2 separate regions of the Mus musculus genome follow, and region 2 is linked to region 1. The links are chromatin contacts, called in public Hi-C maps. All regions are on one chromosome and are shown on one strand. Each heading gives the region's core, a stretch centred on a gene start, on an enhancer-like site or on the middle of the called end of the contact. The rest is flanking DNA. Distances are from core to core; before and after follow the strand shown. Region 1 overlaps Cfap61 (cilia and flagella associated protein 61). Region 2 overlaps Cfap61 (cilia and flagella associated protein 61).

What was found. Hi-C and Micro-C count contacts between places; a contact is called where the count stands out from the background.
Region 2: a Hi-C map of cerebellum shows a contact between it and region 1, with 1.5 times the contacts expected there. The contact joins two enhancer-like sites. A contact is called at or near these places in 5 of 484 Hi-C or Micro-C datasets (bone marrow-derived macrophages, cerebellum, embryonic stem cells and 2 more), 3 of 115 datasets of contacts at active chromatin or transcription factors (the HPC-7 cell line, embryonic stem cells and large pre-B cells) and 1 of 9 other capture datasets (embryonic stem cells).

What each region holds. Positions count from the first base shown.
Region 1 is chr2:145,970,119-145,973,219 of GRCm38.p6, forward strand. The region is part of intron 7 of Cfap61 (cilia and flagella associated protein 61); the gene reads left to right. Among named protein-coding and RNA genes, the nearest start is that of Cfap61, 37 kb to the left of the region's middle. Within about 2 kb of position 1,718, at least 6 of the 459 cell types and tissues checked have an H3K27ac peak or open chromatin away from gene starts, as enhancers often do. A contact at or near this core is called in cerebellum, where this site is marked.
Region 2 is chr2:146,182,991-146,185,875 of GRCm38.p6, forward strand. The region is part of intron 25 of Cfap61 (cilia and flagella associated protein 61); the gene reads left to right. Among named protein-coding and RNA genes, the nearest start is that of Insm1, 38 kb to the right of the region's middle. Within about 2 kb of position 1,336, at least 6 of the 459 cell types and tissues checked have an H3K27ac peak or open chromatin away from gene starts, as enhancers often do. A contact at or near this core is called in cerebellum, where this site is marked.

The DNA.
Region 1 (3,101 bases), core at 468-2,967:
TCATATAAACCCAGCATGGTGGCACACACCTGTAATCCTAGCACTTAAGAGACAAAGATGGGAGGATCAAAAGTTCAAGGTCACCCACAGCCACATAGCCAGTTCAAGGCTATAGGACTACATGTGACCCTGTCTCCAAAGACAAACAAAAAAGGGCACTTGTATAAAATTACCGTATAAGGAATTATAGTAAATAATGTTTAAAGGCTATAATTGGGTTTCTTTCAGTGTTATGGAGCTCTTGGGGATTTTTGTCTGTTGTCTTATCTAGTGGACATAGTATATAATAGCCTGGCACTGCATTATTTCTTCCCTACTTCCCATTTGATGACATTGGTTGGCAACTTGAAACTACCATGATGACAGTATTTTACCATTGGCAAGCACTACACATCTGGGCATTTCTTCCCAAAACTGAATTGGCGTTTGCCAACATATACCATGTATTAGGGCAGCCACAACTACTGACCAGCTGTAGCAGGACAGAGTGCATCAAGTGTGCCTCTTCCCAATCCAGTACAGGATGGTTTCAGGCTGTTCACGAAGAATGCTACAGAGCATGGCTTGAGTTAGGAGGAAGATCACTGACTTGTTAAAGAATTGTTGGCTGTGAGGACTTTCTTTGTTCTCTCTGCTACTTTGGACGAGTTTTGAGCTGTGACTTTGCTGCAGGATCCTTGTCATAACTGTACTTTGACATCTGGTGTTTACTTCAAGCTGAGATTTCAAGGAAGGGCGGTTGGAGGCCAAGGCGGCTCCTAGAGACAGATGGGCAAAGCGTCTGTTTTGGCATCATCCAGGACACGGGCAGCAGTGGTCCGAGAAAGCACCACTGACCTGCAGGCGGGAGAGAGCCTGCCAGGTTAGCCGTGCACTTGGCACCAAAAGAAGGGGCTCAAAGCCAGTAACGGTCACAACGAGGACAAAAACCCTCATTGTGAAATATGGTCACTAGAAAGGGATGCCTGACTAGGGCTTTGGGGGTGGAGTTATAAATGTTAAAGCGCTCACGTATAGGAGAGTTAGACCTATTTGTGAAGACAAGACAAGCTCCTAGATGGTTTTCCAGGGACCTAAACCTTCTCTGTGTCATCATGAAGATTCACAGGACAGACAAGAAGAGAAAAACCTCGAGTTTTGTCTGCCAGTGTGAGGAGACTTGGACCGCAAGAAACAACTCTGTCCGCTGAACAATAACAGCAGCCAATGCCTTCGCACACTGTAAAGGGACATGCACACCAACATGCCCATGGCCATCCCGCAAACTGATATTTCAGAACGGTCTATCTCAAGGCAGTCATTTGAAGAAAAACCAAAGAACAGAAGAGACATGTCCGCCATCCGTTCTTGCTCTGCCGCCGTCTCTGATGGTGGGCTTTTGTAAGTTGTTACAAGCTTCGCCGAGAGATGGGACTATAACAGGTTGTGGAATTGGAAGATGCTAAATCTTTGTTCCTAATGGCAAAACATGTTTTTCTCATTTTCATCAGAATGTGTGATCCATGCCATTTGAAATCAAATCCCCAACACAATGAGCCATTAGTGTAATAGCTCATTACTAACAGCGGTCTTATAAATAATACATTCTTATCATGCACATGCAGCTCGCCATGAAGCCAGCAAAAGGTATTTCAGGCCATGCAAGTTTCGCTGCGCCAGCACGGCTGTAGATTAGAAGGACATCTCCATGTGAACCAAGATGGATGCCAATTTTCCCTGCCGGGAGTGAGGCTGGCCGTCTCTTTCTGCACATATGGTAGATGGATTGGTTAATCAGCGTCTGCTGAGTCTTGGGCCTGAAATTATAGAGAAGCCAGACAAGTGCAGCTACACAGCCTTTGTTCAGGAGTACAAACAAGACAAACAATTACTTGTTATTTGGGGAAAAAATTAAAATGTTTGTTTTGGACTTTCATTAAAGTGTCAATGGCTTTATAAAGCAGCTGTGTAAATCAGCCTTTTATAGCAAGTATCATTTGGGGAGGGGTCCGGGAAAGGAAAGAATATGCAAGGAAAATTCATTTCTAAAAAGACTGCTTGAAAATCAAAAGCATCTCCCATTTGTTTTTCAAGCACACAAAGGTGTCTTGGAGAAAGACTGTCTTTTTCCGTACCATCCAAACACTATTGCCGCTTCCTTCCCTGACTCAGGATGTTAAAGCATCTGCCATTTGTGTGGAGGTGGTAACTTCTCGAGAATGAGTGATGCAGAGTACCAGTGAGCCCACTTCCTGAATAGAATGGCTGGGTCAATCAGTCAGTCACTCAGCTTCCTGAGAGCCTGTGTTCCTCATCAAAAAAAATGTCAAAAATCTGGGTTGGAGAGATGGCTCAGAGGTTAAGAACACTCACTGGCTGCTCTTTCAGAGGTCCTGAGTTTAATTACCAGCAACCACATGGTGGCTCCCATCTATAATGGGATCTGATGCCCTCTTCTGGCACATAGATCATATATGTATGTATATATATATATATATATATATATATATAATACACAAAATAAATAAATCTTTTTTTAAAATGTCAACAATCATACAGTAAAATCGCGGTGAGCATTGCATGAACTTCAGTACCTGGTGCCAATGTCTCAGTGTGCTGAGCATTGTTTTGTTTGTAGATCAGGGCAGACTTCATTGAGCTGTTTCCCACCAAACAACCTTTCTTCACTTCTCCTCTCAGACCAGTCAAGTACTCAGTAAGTGAACTCAAGAGACAGTGAAGAGTTTCTCTCTGTCAAGGAGCCCTGAATTTGTGACTGCTCTCTAAGTTGGAGTTCATCTGATGGGTTCAGGGATGACCCCCTTCACTAAGAGCTGTCCGTGATGTGTGGGAAGCGCAGAGGGAGAAAGGCACCCAAGGTCAGGGCTTATGGCTGAGTAAAAAGAAAAGCAAGCAAACAAGCCCCCACCTCTCTCTCCCTCTCCCTCTCCCTCTCCCTCCCTCCCTCTCTCTCTCTCTCTCTCTCTCTCTCTCTCTCTCTCACACACACACACACACACACACACACAGTCGAGGGAGTGGAATAGGTGGGCGAGGGTTGGGGGTGGTGAGGAGTCACTCAGAAAGAGGTCACATGTAGCATTTCAGTAGTGTCTCCTTAA
Region 2 (2,885 bases), core at 86-2,585, 210 kb after region 1:
AGTGAGAAAAAGCAAAAGGAGAAAATAGGCAAATTATTTACAGAGATATAAATGTAAGGATGGCAAAGGAAACATCAGAAAAAATGCAAGCTGGGTACAGTGGAGAAACAGCTTCAAAGCTCGGACTTCTTTCAAAATTAAAGCAGATTTACAACTTATTATATGACATCTTCAGACACTAGTACTGAGAAAAGTCTCCCACAAGACAGACATCACCCCGTCCACACCCAGCGGCATCTCTGTGGCATTCTCTATCCACTAACCTGTTTAATTCTCTGTTCATTACTTCCTTCTACTTGGAAACCCCACTTACAGCCCCATGCCAGAGACCGACTCGTGTCTCACCACACCAAACCGACGTGTTGAGCCTCTAACTGAAGTGACTGTCTTGGGTCTTTAGGAGGTAAGGGTCTTTACCACAGGAGGACACAGCTAGAAGGCAGTCTCCTACAAGCCATAAAGTTAGTTGTGGAAGGAAAGTGTGGGACACCTTGCTTTTGAACTTTCAGAATAGATTTCTGGTTTTTACACCATTCAGACTCCACTGATGTGGTTGTGTTGTGCTGTGAACCCAAGCTGAGTTGAATTGATCAACTCTGGCCCTTTTTGTGTCCTCACACTTGGACAACTGCCACACAGGCAGGCAGAGAGGGCTCTGGGCTGTCCGAGGCTCTTGGAACCCTGCAAAGCCCCACTCAGCAATGGTGGCAGTTGTCTGTACCCCCTGGTTCTGATGATTTAACAGCCTCTGCTCCCTTCTAGGTCTTGAAGGTTGCCTGGTTCACCCTGTCGGTGGTGATGTGTAATAAGGAGAGAGCACACAAGGGCCCCTTTAGACCTCTCCTGTCTGGTCTCAAAACTTGATTCCCTTTATCTGTACAAGAAGCCTTAGGCTCCCTCCCTGAGCAGCTGTGAAGTCTGTAGATGCCAGGCAGAAGATTTTTCAGCTCAGAGTCATTCTTAGGGAGCCGTCGTCCTGCTGCGCTGCCGCTCCGGCAGCCCAGAGTTCACACTGCTACAGGATCGTCTCATCCACACACGAGGCTGCCTGCGTGATGCCGAACTGTCTTCCTGACACATGCCCAGGATAACTTTGTGAAGTGACAGATGGCAAAGCCCCAGCATGGCCCAAACCACTTTCCTTTCCTTCTTAAAAAAACACTTCTTGTCACCCTTGCAGCAAACCCCTGAGATGCATTTTGTGGCTTATTATTCACTCCATCCGGTAATTTGGGGAGACGAGAGCACCAAATGCCACCAACGATGCCCCTGTAGCTGCTAATAGGAGCCGCTGTTTGGAGCCCACGGTACCCTCCTGGCCCCAGCAGCTCTGACAGCTGCCAGAACACCGTCTGCCAGGCCAGGATACGTGCTGAAGACTCCAAGGGCAGAATAGAGCCCTGCACAGTCACTCTAGCATCCCAGAGGTGTTCCGCATTAATAATCTATAGTTCAATCATTAGGAGCAGATCCAAGTGAAATAGGAAAATGTACCGCATGCTGGAGGCCGGGAGGCTGCTGAGAGAAGGCTTCTCCACCTCTTGGCAGCCTTAATGATTAGTTCCCGGCCCCTAGAAGCCCAGCTGACAAACGGTGCCTGCAAGCTGGAGGCTTTCTGCATGTGATAATTGAACAATATTCAAACTCCTCCAAGATATTAACACAGACTCACTGCCTGTGGTGAGCCGCCTGGGTTGCAGGCCCCTAACTTGGTCCGCTTGGGTTGCAGGCCCCTAACTTGGTCCCTCTTCAGGGCACCCTGAAACACATCCGATAGCTGGTCTTTGCCTTCAAGACAGATCTGCATGTGGATCTTCCATGAGGGTATGTATCCGGGGCTGCTGGGGTCCCTCTGGCAAGGATTTAATATCTGAACCAATGTGATATTTTCCAATTATGAGCTAGAACTAAAGTGTTCACCCAGGCCTTTATTATAACAGCTCAGCATTCTGTGGGGGAGCAATCTAACTGTAGAGGGACGTTTTAAATTTCAGGATTGCTTATTTTTCTTAATAGTTATGTATTTCGAGATATCCATCCCTGTTCTTCATGGTCATACTCACCATTAGTCCAGAAGCTCTGTAAGTGGCAGGAGCCCAGCTCCAGCAGACAGGCAGACACCCCAGCGAGGAGACTTTACATCACTTGGAACTAAAGCCAGGAGGACCAAGAGTAGCACCGGAACCAGGAATCCTGGAGCCTGGCTTTGTTTGAGACAGCATTGGCACTCTTTCTACACATGCTGCCTTCCTCCTCTGGCACTGGTCCCATGTATAACTTGATGTCAGGGGACAAAGGAGAGCGCTCTTTCCGACAGCCACTTTGAAAGTCTCCCAAGGGAGAAGTCCAGTTGGTCAGGTGCCTGTGATGTTCCCATCCTTTTAGACTTTCAGCACAGCTTTGAGTCATCACTGAAGCCAGGGACAAGGGGTCGTGAAAGGTAGCGGGGTATAAAGCAGACAGAAATCTCTCCCTGCATAGCCTCAATGGCAAAGTGCATCTTCAAGCCCTTCAACCTTCTGCCTACCCTGTTTGGGACCACACACACACACACACACACACACACTTCTGGACAGGAAGAAATCTGTGTCACATAGACTCTGGATCCAAAACAGCTGCCAAAGAGGCTGCCTGAAAAACTGCAGAAGTGCTAGGGGCTGATTCCCCATGGATAGGAAGGAGCCAGAGAAGATGAGTTCCCTTCCTCTGTCTTCCTTAGACCGTCCTGGGACCCAGCTTCTCCATGTGTTCCTGGCCTAGAGACATCCTGCTGTGTGATACAGTCACCAACACTTAAAACATAATCCTGACTTTCTCCTGTTTCCACATCTTTTCCTCTTACTCTGGACACCTGGAAGTGCACATCCCAAATAAAACATCAATAT